Linked DNA regions of Mus musculus: regions 2, 3 and 4 are each linked to region 1. A link is a contact called in public HiChIP or PLAC-seq and promoter capture Hi-C data. All regions are on one chromosome and are shown on one strand. Each heading gives the region's core, a stretch centred on a gene start, on an enhancer-like site or on the middle of the called end of the contact. The rest is flanking DNA. Distances are from core to core; before and after follow the strand shown.

Region 1 (3,457 bases), core at 554-3,053:
AGTATTCCGGGGTGGTCATGACATCCTTGTGCGTTCTCGGCTTCTGCTTTTGGACACAGTGACGATGCAGGTGACAGCCAGAAGCTCAGAGGAGCTGCCAGTAGATATCATCTTGGCATCCGTGGGCTAGAGGTGGCCTAAGCCCCACTCCTATCTTGTCCAACACTACGTCGAAGCCACTTCTTCCCTGTGAAGCCGGTGGAAACCCTTCCCCAGACCACTGTGTTAAGAAACAATCAAGAGTCAATACAGATTTTTTTTTTTAATTCCATCCTATCATTCAGGAATGCTAGGGTAGATTTTGTCACCATGCCTGCAAGGAGAGACAAATGAATAAAATGTTCAGACTTTCTCTTAATATTTATACTCAAAGAAACCGTCTCATCCCTATGATAAGTCAGCATGTATTTCTTGAATAACTGCTGCTTCTGCAGGCTCGTGCTCAGGGCCTCCACTTCTCCCTGAGGCCTCCCTTCACCAAATGGAGCGTGTGCATAGCCCCTCGGGACTGTCAGTGCCAAGCTTAGGGTGGGGTTAAAGGCTAGCCGAATGACAACAGCTAGCAGGTCTGGTAAGCCACTCATCTACAGGCATCTGTAGATGGATGGGTGTCCAAAGGTCCTTAGAGGGTGTCATGATCTGCTCTGGGTCTATGAGTGGGAAAAACAGTATCTGCATTCCTTTTGGGCTGGAGTAAGAAATCCTAGGGGATGCTTCAGGGCTTGGGCTTTAAACTCAAATCAGGTGGTTTAAACTGTTGGAAACACTTGAAGAACTGGACCTCCTGTGAGGCTACTCAGATGGCTCAGCAGGTAAAGGTACCTATCAGGACGGACTACCCACTTGGTAGAAGGAGAGGACCATTTTGCAATAGTTGCCGCCTAACCTCATGCACACCTGTATACTGTATGCACATGCACATGTACACATTAGAACAGAGGCCTGCACCTTTAAGCCGAATCCCATAACATGAAGACATCAGGCTACACTTGAGCATCGTTAAGCTGTTTTAGCTATGGCCTATTTCATGACTGGTCCTGGCTCCACCATGTACTTGGTCAGGCATGCAGTGGTGAACTAAGTAACGTGGTGTGAAACTTCCTAACAGGTTATAAAGAGATTTCTCATTTGGGGGGTTTTCTCAAGTAGGTGACCTGAAGGCTGCTCCCTAAAGACATCCCTCTGTCCCCCACCTTCCATCCCTCTCCTGGGGACTGAGCAGTTGCTCTTGCCTGGCCTCTCTGCCTCATTCCATCCCTTTATGAAGGCCTCTCCAGGCTTTAAAGGAAAGCCTGACCTTCAAGGCCACATCCTGCTTAGCCCTTCCTGACTGTATTCTTCCTGCCTAATACCCTCCCCTTCTACTCCCAGGCCTGGTCATAGCCTGGAAGCCATTCCATTCAAATAAACTTCATTAAAGAAATTGGTGTCAGCCTCCTTTTGTGAAGATTACAGCTTACTCTAGTTTTATTTAAAGGCTTGCACACACCCCACACACAAATGTTAAAAAGGAAACCAGGTGGGGCTTCCTGACCCTTAGGGGTTTGTGGGAATAGCTAGAGAGTCTCAATTCGGATGGCCTTACACATTGAGGGTGGGCAGCACAGGTTTTCTGGCTTCAGATTCCGGCCTGGGAAGGGGGACCCTGAGGCCTCCTGGGGTGCCTGTCTCAGGTCAGTGCATTTTGTCTTGCTTCACCTAGCCACACCCCCACCTGTGGGGAGGGAACCCCGACGGCGCGACGTCACGTCGGGGGCGGGGCGGGGTTACCGAGGAGCGGGACGGGCGTCTCTTAGGCGGACGCTAGCTGCGAGGAAGGGTGGACTAGACCCTCGGGCGGTGAGAGGACGCGGGCGCGTGGGGAGGGCCTCGTTGAGGGGATGAGGACGGACGGGCGGGCGGGAGGAGGGCCGCGCTGAGGAGAAGCTAGCGGGCGGAAGAGAGGACCCGGCGGAGGGGACGCCGGCGGGCGGGCAGGCGAGGACCGCCCACGTTCCGAGCTGGAGCCTTGGCGCCGACAAGGCCCCGCCCGGGACCTGAGCGTGTCCCCGCGGGGCGGTAGTGCGGTGGCCGCGGCCCGCGAGTGTCGCTGGCGTCAAAGCCGAGCGCTCTCACCTTTCCCTGCTGCGTCCGTGGGAAACAACCTGGGAGGAGCGGCTTTCTTTCTCGCCCGCCACCCGAGGGCCTGCTTGGGGACTGTGGGCCCCGCAGTGGCCGGGACTGGCTGACCTAACGGAGCCTCCGCGGAAGATGTGGCTTCGCGGGGAGATTGGCGTGACCTAGGGAGGAGAACCTTAGGGTTTTGTGACTTTCTCTAGGTCTGAGCGGCAGCGCTGAAGTATGTGCGGGCGAACGTCCTGTCACTTGCCCAGAGAGGTTCTCACCAGGGCCTGCGCCTATCAGGATCGGCAGGGCCGGCGGCGGCTCCCGCAGTGGAGGGACCCCGACAAGTACTGCCCCTCCTACAACAAGAGCCCGCAGTCCAGCAGCCCCGTGCTGCTCTCCAGACTGCACTTTGAGAAGGTAAGGAGTGTGTCAGCACCATCGGAGCTTCTGGGCCAGCATCGCCGTGGCCATCTGACTCGTGACCCATGTGCCGCCATCTGCCCAGCCTCCGGAATGACCCGAAAAGCAGCCTTTACAGATACATTAAGGCCCTAATCCCTCTGGGTCTCTGCAAGAAATAAGTCAGCATTCTTCAGGGTCAGTTAAACTGTTTGAATGTATGCCCAAATTATGTGAACCTCATATCTGAATACATTTAAGAATTCTTTTGAGACAGAGTCTTAACTATGAATGTAGCCCTGGCGGTCCTGGAACTCCCTATAGAGGCCCAGCTGACCTCAGATTTTCAGCAAATCTGCCTGTCTCCAGAATCCTGTATTACAGGTGTGTACACTCTGACACGCTTGACTCTCTCTCTCTCTCTCTCTCTTTTTTTTTTTAAGATCGCATTTTTCAAGTATTACTGATTTATCAGCGTCATCTGTCCTTATATTAAAAACAAAAAAGCAAAAACCCAAGTGTGGTGTCACACACCTTTCATCCCAGCACTTAGGAGGCCGGAGGAAGGCAGATCTCTGAGTTGGAGGCTAGTCAAGGCTGCATAGTAAAACTGTGTCTCAAAAAACTGATTTGTGGAGCTTACAGAGCTTGCAGCCTGGCTCAGTGGGTGAGAACACTTGCTGCCTGTTAGGAGAGAACCAGCTCTTGCAAGCTGCCTTCTGATTCCACTCCCAGTCTGTGGCATTCACGCAAGAGAGTAGACACATACACACGAATAGATGTAAAGAAAAAATCAGTGTGTCTGGGGCTAGTGATATTACTCGGAGATACAGAACATATGTCATATACTCATAGCCTTGGGGTCAGTCTTAGCACACATAAAATATTTTTGATTTTTTTAAAATTTAACAATTTATTTATGTGTATTAATGTTTTACCTGCTGTATGTATG
Region 2 (3,457 bases), core at 498-2,997, 980 kb after region 1:
CAGATCAGACTCTATGGGTCCCCTTCTCCTAAGCGGGGGCTTGCCTGGGCTTTAGGGTCTAGTCTGAGGTGTATACAGTGAGCTAAATGCATCTTCCCAGTGGGTGATGAACCTCCACATCCCAACCAAGCCATATACAAAGGCAAAGTCACCAGGTTGGCTCATACACTCATGGGTCCCCAAGGCCAGGCCACCAGACACGGGGGGGGGGGGGGGGGGGGGTCCTTCTGCTAAGCCACCTAACCACAGCCTACCTCTCCATGCCATCACCAATGAGTTCCTCTCCATCCTCTTCTTCCTCCATGGGCCCCTCTGTGCCCAGCAGCCCCTCAGACTCATCTTCAAATGGGGGGAGGTCTCTGCCAGGGCTGGAGGTCAGGGCGTCAGCACGTCTGGAGCTGCGGCCTGGGCTGGAGGTGAGGGGATCACTGATCCGGCGCCGCTGACGGGCAGGGCTAGATGCTGAGAGAGACTCAGAAGACTCCTGTAGGAGAAAAAGTCTGCCATCAGACACTGGAGGGACACAGGCTGACAGCCTCCTGGTTACCATGGGGCCTTCCCACAGTCTGTCTCCTGTACACTAGGCATTGTTCTCAGGGACATATTAGTCCCTCAGATCTGTCCATGTCTGTCTTATGAAAAACCTCGGGGGCTATGTAGTTTTTTTTAAAAACCTGTTTATAATCTATTTTCACACCCCACTTAGCCCAAACCCCACAATATGCTGGGTGCTGAAACAAGAGGTGAAGATAAAAGAGGCATCAAGGAACACTATTCTAGAAGTGAATGGTGGAAAGAACAGATCTTTAACCTTTAATGAAAACGCTAACAGTAAGAGTAGGGAAGCCGAGCCAGGCAGTGGTGGTGCACGCCTTTAATCCCAGCACTTGGGAGGCAGAGGCAGGTAGATTTCCGAGTTCGAGGCCAGCCTGGTCTACAAAGTGAGTTCCAGGATAGCCAGGGCTATACAGAGAAACCCTGTCTCGAAAAAACCAAAAAAAAAAAAAAAACCAAAAAACCAAAAAACCAAAAAACCAAAAAAAAAAAAAAAAAAAAAAACAAAACAGAGTAGGAAAGCCGGGCCTGATGTCACAGGCATGAAATCCAAAATACCTAGAGGCTGAAGCCTGATGATCGCCAAGTTCAAGGCTAACCCGCACTACAGAGCGAGTTCAACCCCAGCCTGGGTTACTTAGTGGGACCCTTTCTACTTTCTTTCTTTTTGAGGAAGGGTTTCTCTGTGCAGTTTGGCTGCCCTGGAACTCACTCTGTAAAACTCAAAGACCCGCTTGCCTGTAACCCCCTAGTGCTGGGATTAAAGGCATACGCCTCCCCGGCCCAGCTATGAGACTCTCAAGAGAGAAGGGATGCACGCAGCTACGTGGTAGCCGGCTTTCCCTACATGCGCGGGGCTCTGGGTTCCATTTCCTGCAGCCTCACCACCATAAGTGCGTGTAAACCCGGGGCCTAGAGACACATGAGGAGAGCAGAGACGACCCGTCCCAGACTGGTGCAGGTAGCCCCGCACTCAAGCCTGCCACTAGAGGAAGATACCGGCCAAGCTAGCCGAGATCGCTGAATACCGCCCGCCCGGGATCAGCCCATTCCTCACCGCCATGTCTGCGCTAGCTCCACCGCACCAGCTGCCACCGGTTTTCGCGCGAAAACTAGACCACGTGACCCGCCCATGCCCGGGAAGCGCCGGGAGGACTCAGACGTCACTACGTCCTCGTCAATCTAGAGCGGAAGGAGGGCTAGAATGTTTGGGCACGCCCACACCAGAAAGCCCCGCCCCGCTCCCCGCCCACAGCTTTCAAAAGGCTGAGCCCTCGCCTCCTGCACACCTAGGCTTAACCCTTCAGCGTTTACCACGCTAAGGCAAGGAAGCGGGACTTTGGGTCACTAGTGGCTCTGAGGACCAATCCGGCCTTCTAGAGTGTGACCTAGGTATCTAAGTGTCGGTATGGCCACTTGTTGCAACTGAGACTGTTTCCTGATTTCTTTTTTTTTTTTTTTTTTGGTTTTTCGAGGCTGGGGTTTCTCTGTGTAGCCCTAGCTGTCCTGGAACTCACTCTGTAGACCAGGCTGGCCTCGAACTCAGAAATCTGCCTGCCTCAGCCTCCCAAGTGCTGGGATTAAGGGCGTGGGCCACCACTGCCCAGCTTGTTTTCTGATTTCTTCCTGATTTGGCATCAACCTCTCCCAAAGCACTGAGGTTCAATCCTTCAAGCACCCAGGCTGCTGTGGGCTTTTATCAAAGTGGGAATCAATTGTACTTGGCTGCAGTTGGCAAAGGTATGGGGAGGATGTTCCAGGTGAAAAGGGCCTGGTGCGTGATGCAGTACAGCGAAGGCTGGGAGTATATAGGGATTACCACTCCCTTGGTTCAAAGCTTGTAATGCCCAGGAAAGGTGGGAGAGTTCAGACTGCAGATTAGCAGTCTGTCTAGGAGTTGGAGCTCTGTCCTGACATGAGGTCACCTGAGGGATCTGTTAAATCGAGGTGTAGGATGAATCAGTAGCTACCACCTGACGAGGTGGGCAGAGACAGGCTGAGTGCTTCCAGTGAGAGGCCTGCTACTGTTCCTACAGTCTTAGGCATCTGGTTCTCAGCTACTGGGCAGGATGTGACTTCTGCTGTATGCACAGCATCAATAATCCCACACAGAACCTAGTGTAGGGCAGAGAGGAAATCAGGAAGGACGCTCAGAAAGGGGGATCTGCAGGCTTTATAGTACAAGAGATACCCCAAGGTGCTAAAGGGTATCTTAGGGAGATGGGCTAGTATGACCTCTGAGACAGGAATCCACACCCTCTTGTCTGCTGGATGCCACTGTGGTACCCAGAGCTGCTATCGATGCAGGAAGGTACTGCATCTATATGCCAGAGACTCAAAAATAAATAAATAAAAAATAGAAAGCATATTATGCCACCATAATAGGATATGTTCTTTGAAAAGCTGACTGTGTCCACCATAAGCCCCTAGGCCCCTACAAGTTCCAATGATATGACAAGCACCCAATTCTTAAAAAAAAAAAAAACAAAAAACAACTTATCTTCCTCCTTTATAGAATCTCTCATTACTGGTCTGCCATTCCATGCTTACCCATCCTTACTAGCAGGGTGTCATGGACAAGATAAACCAGAGCCACATTCTGTGAAGAGTCCAAGTAGCCTGGGCCTTGCTAGACCTGGTGACAACGGAGAGGGGTAGAGTCACCACAGGCCTGGAAGGACCCTGCAGGTGGGTAATCCCTTTACTGTAATGGGATAGAAAGAGGTGTGGTTTGTAATTTTGAAAGATCAGAACAGCGAGTGAGATTGACATAGGGAGGGTCCCAGTGTCCCAAACATGCTTTAGGTTCCCAAGATGGGCACAGCTGTCCATACCCTGCACTGGTGCAAGCCAGGAACACTACCTGACCGATCCCCATTCATGTGACTTCCTGGATGCCACA
Region 3 (3,457 bases), core at 562-3,061, 550 kb after region 1:
TCTTCTGATGTCCTTAGGCACTGCCTGGTATATTTATACTTGCAGGAAAAACACCCACACAGATAAATAAAATAATAAAATAAAAAGACTTGCCAGGCAGTGGTGGCACATGCCTTTAATCCCAGCACTTGGAAGGCAGAGGCAGGAGGACTTCTGAGTTCGAGGCCAGCCTGGTCTACAGCGTGAGTTCCAGGACAGCCAGGGCTACACAGAGAAATCCTGTCTTGAAAAACCAAAAATAAAAATAAAAATAAATTTAAAAAATTTAAAAAGACTTGGCACTCCTTGGAACTTGTCTAGCAATCCCTGCCTCTGGCTTCTCTGCTGCCAGTCACATGCCATTTCTGCTTCCAGTCTAGAAACTCTCTATTTTTACTCTGTCTTTATTTTACTCTAGAACTCTCTAGCTGCCTTTCATCACAGTCTTCACTGCTACAGTCTCTAGGCTTGTCTTCTTCATATTACCGGCTCAGCCCACAATACTATTAATATAGGTGGAAAGACTGAGAAATCAAACAATGGGCCTAAAGTTGCACCACAGCTACACATTGCACAGCACAGGAAGGTGTCTCCTGGCTGACTTAAAAGTGAGGAAAGTGAGGGACACAGGAGGCAGAGGCAGGTGGATTTCTGAGTTTGAGGCCAGTCTGGTCTACAGAGTGAGTTCCAGGACACCCAGGGCTATACAGAGAAACACTGTCTCGAGAAAAAAAAAGTGAGGGACACCTGCTTAGAGAGCCAGAATGTTGAGAGAGTAAGCAAGAGTGTTTGCCGTCCTTAGTATAGCCCTTCTTGAAAATGAAGCATTAAATTTGGACTATGGCAAGGTGGATTGTGAAAACAAACTACCATATTTGCACCAATATCAGAGCCGTTGATTATTCAAATGAAGGACCATAGTTTCACCATTCACAGGCAGCTTTTGTTCACCTACCTGGAGACTTGCACCCACTCCAGACTGATGAAAATATCTGGTCAGAGTATGGTGGTAGCACCTTTAATGCCAGCAACTCAGGAGGCAGAGACAGGTGGGGGCCCTGGAGTTTTAGGCCAGGCAAGGCTACACAAACACATCTTCTCTTTTCCTTCCTTCCTTTTTTTCCTTTAAGGGTTTTTTTTTTTTTTTGTTTGTTTGTTTGTTTGTTTTTTTTTTTTTTTTTCCGAGACAGGGTTTCTCTGTATAGCCCTGGCTGTCCTGGAACTCACTCTGTAGACCAGGCTGGCCTCGAACTCAGAAATCTGCCTGCCTCTGCCTCCCGAGTGCTGGGATTAAAGGCGTGCGCCACCACCGCCGAGTTTCTTTAAGGTTCTTATTGGGCATATGATGACCAGAATTATGGCATGAAGTGTTTGAAAAGTTTTGGCTGGAATAGTGCCTTCAGGATCTAGTGTATTCTGGAAAAAAAAAAATGGGAGCAGTGGGGCATTCTCTGGGTGTCTAAATAATTCGGTGAGCACTGGAGAAGTTTGGGCAGCTGCTTTGCTGATGATTCTCTCAGGACATCCAAGCACCTGGAAAAGATTTAACATCTGTCAGTGAAGAAGTTAACTCACCCTGGCACAAATATGTTATTCTAAAGAAAAAAAATAGGCATTAAAAGAGGCATTTATAATTAAAAACCTGTCATTCACATTAATAGTGCTTAAGTACTTAAGCAGTTCTCAGTCAAATGTGGCCAGGGCAGGAAATGTTTGCCCTGGGGGAACTTATCCTGTGACACAGACGGAAGTTACTGGGCGAAACTCAGCAGCCGTGACCAGCGTAGCTTTTAGCCAATAGAAAGCGAAGCCTTCTCGCCTCCCCCAATGACATATTGATAGGGGCGGGTCCAGGAGAGCGGCCTAGTAACGGCCGCGTGGTAACCCAGGCGCCTGGCGTGCGGTAGTTCCTACCACTCCACGCAGGTTGTGTTCCTAGACACTCGGCAAAATGAAGATTGAGGAGGTGAAGAGCACCACGAAGACGCAGCGCATCGCCTCCCACAGCCACGTGAAGGGTCTGGGGCTGGACGAGAGCGGCCTAGCCAAGCAGGCGGCTTCGGGTCTCGTGGGCCAGGAGAACGCGAGAGAGGTGGGCGTGGGGCTTGTGCGCGAGGTGTGGGCGGCGGGACCAGGATCCACTAAGATCTAAGAAGTAAGGATCACACTAGCGAGCAAAGGCTGCATCCTTTGCGGGTCACGGCACGCAAATTAGACCTCACCGGAAACGCAGTGGAAGGCTGTGCGGTTAAGTATAGAATTGACTACGTTTTCAGAGTTGATATGGGTTCTTTGGGCCTGGGAGCTGATCTGTTAAGTGGAGCGGTGAGGACTGTCTGATCTATTCCCCATCCAAGCACTCCAGCTTTTCCAGGTCAGTCTTCCTAAAGTCATGCCAGGTCTTTCTATCGGTTCTGTTTTGCACATGAAGAAGTTAAAGGTGGGTTAGGCCGCTTAACCACCTGCCAGTTTAGCAGTAATGAGGCTGGTATCTCCCTCCCCCTAACCCCCATCAAATCAGTATTCTTCCCATTTCTTCAGCCTCCTCCACTCTGAACTCTGCAGAGGTTCAGTGTCTACAAAAACTTGCTTTTTTACATGTGGTGAAGACTGCTTTCTCAGCCTCTTGCACACAGAAAGTGCCAGCAGCAAAGAGCATCATCTATCCAAAAAGGGAAATGTTTGACCCTAGCATGCTTGCATCTTTTCTTGCAAGCAGGTAGTAGCAGTTTAATGCTTTCTATTGGCCAGGCAGCTTTGAGTCTATTGTTTCTTATTTCATTTCTGTCCATGTGACATTTCTGTGTATGTGACTTCAGAGGCTGCTCTAGACCTGCATCTGCACCCACACCAGCAGCCTCTGGTACTCCATATCTTATCCTTCCTATTCTTTGAATGTTAGCCGGTATTTATTTTTGTTTGTTTTCACGACAGTCTCACTATGTAGCTCTGGCTGTCCTGGGACTCTGTAGACCAGACTGGCCTTGAGTTCACAGGGATCCGACTGCCTCTGCCTCCTGAGTGCTAAGATTAAAGGTGTGGGCCATTACACCTGGCTTCCTTAGCTGATATTTCTTTGTTTCTTTTCCTGTTTGACAAAATGTGCGCAAATGCAGTGCAGTCATGTGACTGCCATGGTGCTCTGGTAGAGGTCAGAGGTTCTTTCCTTCCACTGTGGGATCCAGGGATTGAACTCAGGTCCTCAGGTTTACACTACAAGTGCTTTTCACCCACTGAACCATCTCACCAGCCCTTGCCAATTCTTTTATTGGGTGGATTCATAGCATACATACCCTTTTTGTTTAGATAATGTTGCTGTAGTCAAACTGGCCTGGAATGCACAGCCCTGCAGACTCTGTTAAGTACTAGGTCTGTGCTGGTCCCTGCTTGCCTCAACCTCCCCTTTTCCATTCTGTTCACTATACTTTGGCTGCTGCAGCATGTTGTCGCTTAGACATACCAAACTTATGCTTTGGTT
Region 4 (3,457 bases), core at 694-3,193, 530 kb after region 1:
CCATGTGACGAACCAGGAAAGGTCAAAACTCCACTGAACTTGTAACACTTACACACCATCATAAAGATGAAAATTATAGTTATTACAAGTCAGATTCTATATTTTCCAGAAAAAAACTTCATCTTTCTTTCTTTCTTTCTTTTTCTTTGCAATACTGGGGGGGGGGGGGGGAGGCGGGTGGAATCTAGTGCATCCTGCACACTAAGCAGGTACTCCACCACTGAGGGACATGCCAACCCCACTTTCTAGTTTCTACCCTGTAGTGTTCCATCTCCAATTTACACTAGCTTAGAGTACATTTCCTAAAATGTATTTGAACACAACCAGTCAGAATTTAGTGGGAGTTTTCAGTTTAGTTTACTGTGTGGCCCTTGATAGTCTTTAATGAGTGAATCCTGAACTCAATAGATACTGTGCAGGAGAGTAACTCTGGCAGGTAAGCCTCCATTTCCACTTCAGTGAAACAAGGAAACAGTCTTAGGCTGCCTGCAGCACAGAGAAAGGGAGGCCACACAGCTGGAATGACCCACCTGCCCCATATACATGCTTCCAGGCTTACAGCACACTGCTGGAAAGAAACCCAGGGCAAGCGGAGAAGCAGGAAATGGGTCACTGGAGCTACAGCAGGTAGACTCAGCCACACCTCCTTTTGTGCTGGGTGCTTACAAACAGGTTATGGGGTTCTGTTCTTAGATTTAAGTGTAGTTAAATGGGTTTGCAAAAGGAATTTAAAAAGACATAGCAACAGTTTCCTGTAGACGAATGGGAGGGGTCACGCTGAGCAAGGAAGGGAGGTTACAAGACCTTTTATTTATAATGGCCTATTCCTAAGTGGCCTGTAATTAAAGACTAATTAAGTGGTACAGATCCTAGAAGCAGATTTTAGCAGTGCCCATCATGACTGAAAACACGCAGGCCCTTTGCCTTAGCTAGTTCACACATAACTTATCCTGTTACACTAGTGCACATCCCAAAACCTTCTGGGCTAGAGTTATTCACTGCATTATGAATAGCAGCCAACTCTGGGAAAGTCACGAGGGTCAGTCAAGAAAATGTTGGTATAAAAGTACAAAGGAACTTTATGTGTAGATATAGTCTCCAGACAGTGATGGTTTGTGTATAAAGGGGACTGGGGGATGAGATCCTGAGAGAGCCTAGAGCACTTGCCTCTTATCAAGGCACTAGGCTCTACCCACTACCCCAACCGACCACAAGTAGTACAACAGAAGGAAAAAAACAGGATCTTTCATTTCTGCACCTTGTCTGCGTTTCTGTGTATGTTTCCTGAAACCATCCATACACACAGGAAACTGAGAGCAGTGTTTGGGACAGAGAACCAGGAGACCAAAGGACAGGTACGTGGTGACTTTTTTTTTTTTTTTTTTTGAAACTTGTATACACCCTTTTTGCAGGGTTTGTTTCTTTGGATCATTTTTCTAGGAAAGCATCTCGGTGCACGGCAGTGAAGGTGAGAACTGTGTCCGCGTCTGCGGGCTGTGAGTTCGAGACCACAAGCCTTCCGGGCTGGTGGCCAGGCCTAGGCTGTCAGGCCGCCATCCATCCCGCGAGCTCGGACCCCGAGCCCGGCTCCCGCCCCGGCCCGCGCTCACCGCCAATGATGGTCCGGATGAGGGAGGCGTGCCCGGGGCAGTCGACCAGTGTGACCTGCAGCAGCGTGTCGCTAGAACCGGGTTCTGCCCCCGGCAGCGGCACGACAAAACAGGAGAAGCCCAGGTCGAGCGTTATGCCGCGCTCGCGGCTCTGCGGCTGCTTGTCGAAGGCAGCAGTGGAGGCCGTGGTGCTCAGCGCGCGCGCCAGCGCTGTTTTGCCACTGTCGATGTGACCCAGCACGCCCACATTCACATTTACCCGCCGGCCGGCCATCCCGCCGCTGCCTCTCACGCCGTCGCCTGAGCGCCAGCCCCGCGGTCCGCCTGCTAAGCCGCACCCCCCCGCAACCCGCGCTGAGCGCACCGGTTCCGGCACGGAAGCTTCCGCCCTCGGGCGCCCACAGCCCTATGGCAGAGCGCACACAGGGCGGGACAAGAGCCGGCCTGCTACCTGGGTTTGCTGTCATCCGGCTCCCCACGCCACAAAGTCTCGCCAGTCTGAGATTAGGGATTCCTCCTTCCATCCATTCATCCATCCATGCATCCATCCATCCATCTCACCATCTATCCATCCATTCTTCCTTCCCTCCCTCCTTTCATCATTCCACTCACCCAGTCCATCCACACATCCCTTCCTCTATCCCTCCATACACACTCATCCATCCGTCCATTCATTTCTGTCAGCCTTTATTTTTTTGTTTGTTTGTTTGTTTGTTTTTTGTTTTTTTCAAGACAGGGTTTCTCTGTATAGTCTTGGCTGTCCTGGAACTCACTTTGTAGACCAGGCTGGCCTTGAACTCAGAAATCCGCCTGTCTCTGCCTCCCAAGTGCGCCACCACCGCCCGGCTGTCAGCCTTTATTAAGTGCAGACTGTATACACTTTACTGGGATGTGGTGATCGACATTATTTGCTGTGAAAACAGGAGTAAGTAAAACCCAAGACCAGTTGCCAAGCCAGACTATCTGGAAAGGACAGAGATGGGAAGGCGGGGAGCCTAGTGAGGAAGATACCCTCAAGGACTGTCACTAGACGTCCAGTGCAGACTGAGAATTGACCATCAGAAACCTGGAAGCACTGTGAAAAGAGGAAGAGGTCCTCGTTGATTCAGGGGAGGGGAGGTGGGGGTGGGGACGGGACAAAAACCTCACTTTGAAGTCTAGGCTGCCATGAGGAGCTGCAACTTAACTGTTGTGTATGAACTTGAATGTGTCGTGAGTGCTATACCAACCAGCCTCTGTAACCCCCTTCAGGCATTGAAAGGTGCCTAGAACCATGAAAGAGGTCACAAGCCTAAGTGGTTGCTCTGGCAAAGGATAAAAGCCTAGGAAAAGAAGGGACTTGGGGCCTCACAGGGGAGGAATGGCACTGGAGAGCTGAATGGCACTGCTCTCATGTAAAGGGGGTGGGGCTTGCTGGCCCAACATTCCCAGCCTTCCTTTTTCTAGGGCAGGAGGGGTTGCGGTTTGCAAGTGAATTGGTTTACACGGGCTTGTGTGCTAAATGCTTGGGCCCCAGCTGGTGGTCTGTCTTATGAGATGAAGCTTAGCAGAAGGCAGTAGTCGCTTCCTGTCCACCATGAAATGAGTAGTTCAGTCAGGCTGCTCCGTTCTGCTGTCACCAGGACAATATACTGCTGTGCTGCCACAGGCTAGGGGGATCAAGCCCAAGAGACCATGCACTGAAATCTCTAAAACCATGAAGTCAAACTAAAGTCTCTTTCTCTCTTTGTCTGTGTAGCTGTTTCATCACAATGATGCAGCCTAACATAAAGCCTGACTTCAGAGTGCTGACAAATATTTTAGCCTTTGTTGATAAAAAATTCCCTCCTGAGGGGAGTAGCAAATGA

Evidence for each region. Promoter capture Hi-C pulls out the DNA fragments that hold promoters and counts their contacts. HiChIP or PLAC-seq counts read pairs in DNA pulled down with a chosen protein or histone mark.
Region 2: an H3K27ac HiChIP or PLAC-seq map of extraembryonic endoderm stem cells shows a contact between it and region 1, with 6 times the contacts expected there. The contact joins the promoter of Mcm2 here to the promoter of Hmces in region 1. A contact is called at or near these places in 10 of 39 promoter capture datasets (the 3T3-L1 cell line, 3T3-L1-derived adipocytes, the C10 cell line and 7 more), 5 of 484 Hi-C or Micro-C datasets (B cells, the G1E-ER4 cell line and embryonic stem cells) and 2 of 115 datasets of contacts at active chromatin or transcription factors (extraembryonic endoderm stem cells and large pre-B cells).
Region 3: an H3K27ac HiChIP or PLAC-seq map of extraembryonic endoderm stem cells shows a contact between it and region 1, with 12 times the contacts expected there. The contact joins the promoter of Ruvbl1 here to the promoter of Hmces in region 1. A contact is called at or near these places in 10 of 39 promoter capture datasets (the 3T3-L1 cell line, 3T3-L1-derived adipocytes, the HPC-7 cell line and 4 more), 1 of 484 Hi-C or Micro-C datasets (embryonic stem cells) and 1 of 115 datasets of contacts at active chromatin or transcription factors (extraembryonic endoderm stem cells).
Region 4: a promoter capture Hi-C map of liver shows a contact between it and region 1, with 5 times the contacts expected there. The contact joins the promoter of Eefsec here to the promoter of Hmces in region 1. A contact is called at or near these places in 12 of 39 promoter capture datasets (the 3T3-L1 cell line, 3T3-L1-derived adipocytes, the C10 cell line and 7 more), 1 of 484 Hi-C or Micro-C datasets (the HPC-7 cell line) and 2 of 115 datasets of contacts at active chromatin or transcription factors (embryonic stem cells and memory CD8 T cells).

Annotation. Positions count from the first base shown.
Region 1 is chr6:87,912,173-87,915,629 of GRCm38.p6, forward strand. Hmces (5-hydroxymethylcytosine (hmC) binding, ES cell specific) reads left to right here and starts at 1,804. Exons shown (of 7, transcript NM_173737.2): 1 at 1,804-1,839; 2 at 2,319-2,523. The coding sequence starts at 2,341. Copg1 (coatomer protein complex, subunit gamma 1) reads left to right here. Exons shown (of 24, transcript NM_017477.2): 24 at 1-1,423. The coding sequence ends at 130.
Region 2 is chr6:88,897,033-88,900,489 of GRCm38.p6, forward strand. Mcm2 (minichromosome maintenance complex component 2) reads right to left here and starts at 1,748. Exons shown (of 16, transcript NM_008564.2): 1 at 1,613-1,748; 2 at 255-484. The coding sequence starts at 1,618.
Region 3 is chr6:88,463,598-88,467,054 of GRCm38.p6, forward strand. Ruvbl1 (RuvB-like protein 1) reads left to right here and starts at 1,812. Exons shown (of 11, transcript NM_019685.3): 1 at 1,812-2,071. The coding sequence starts at 1,931.
Region 4 is chr6:88,444,596-88,448,052 of GRCm38.p6, forward strand. Eefsec (eukaryotic elongation factor, selenocysteine-tRNA-specific) reads right to left here and starts at 1,944. Exons shown (of 7, transcript NM_023060.3): 1 at 1,611-1,944. The coding sequence starts at 1,884.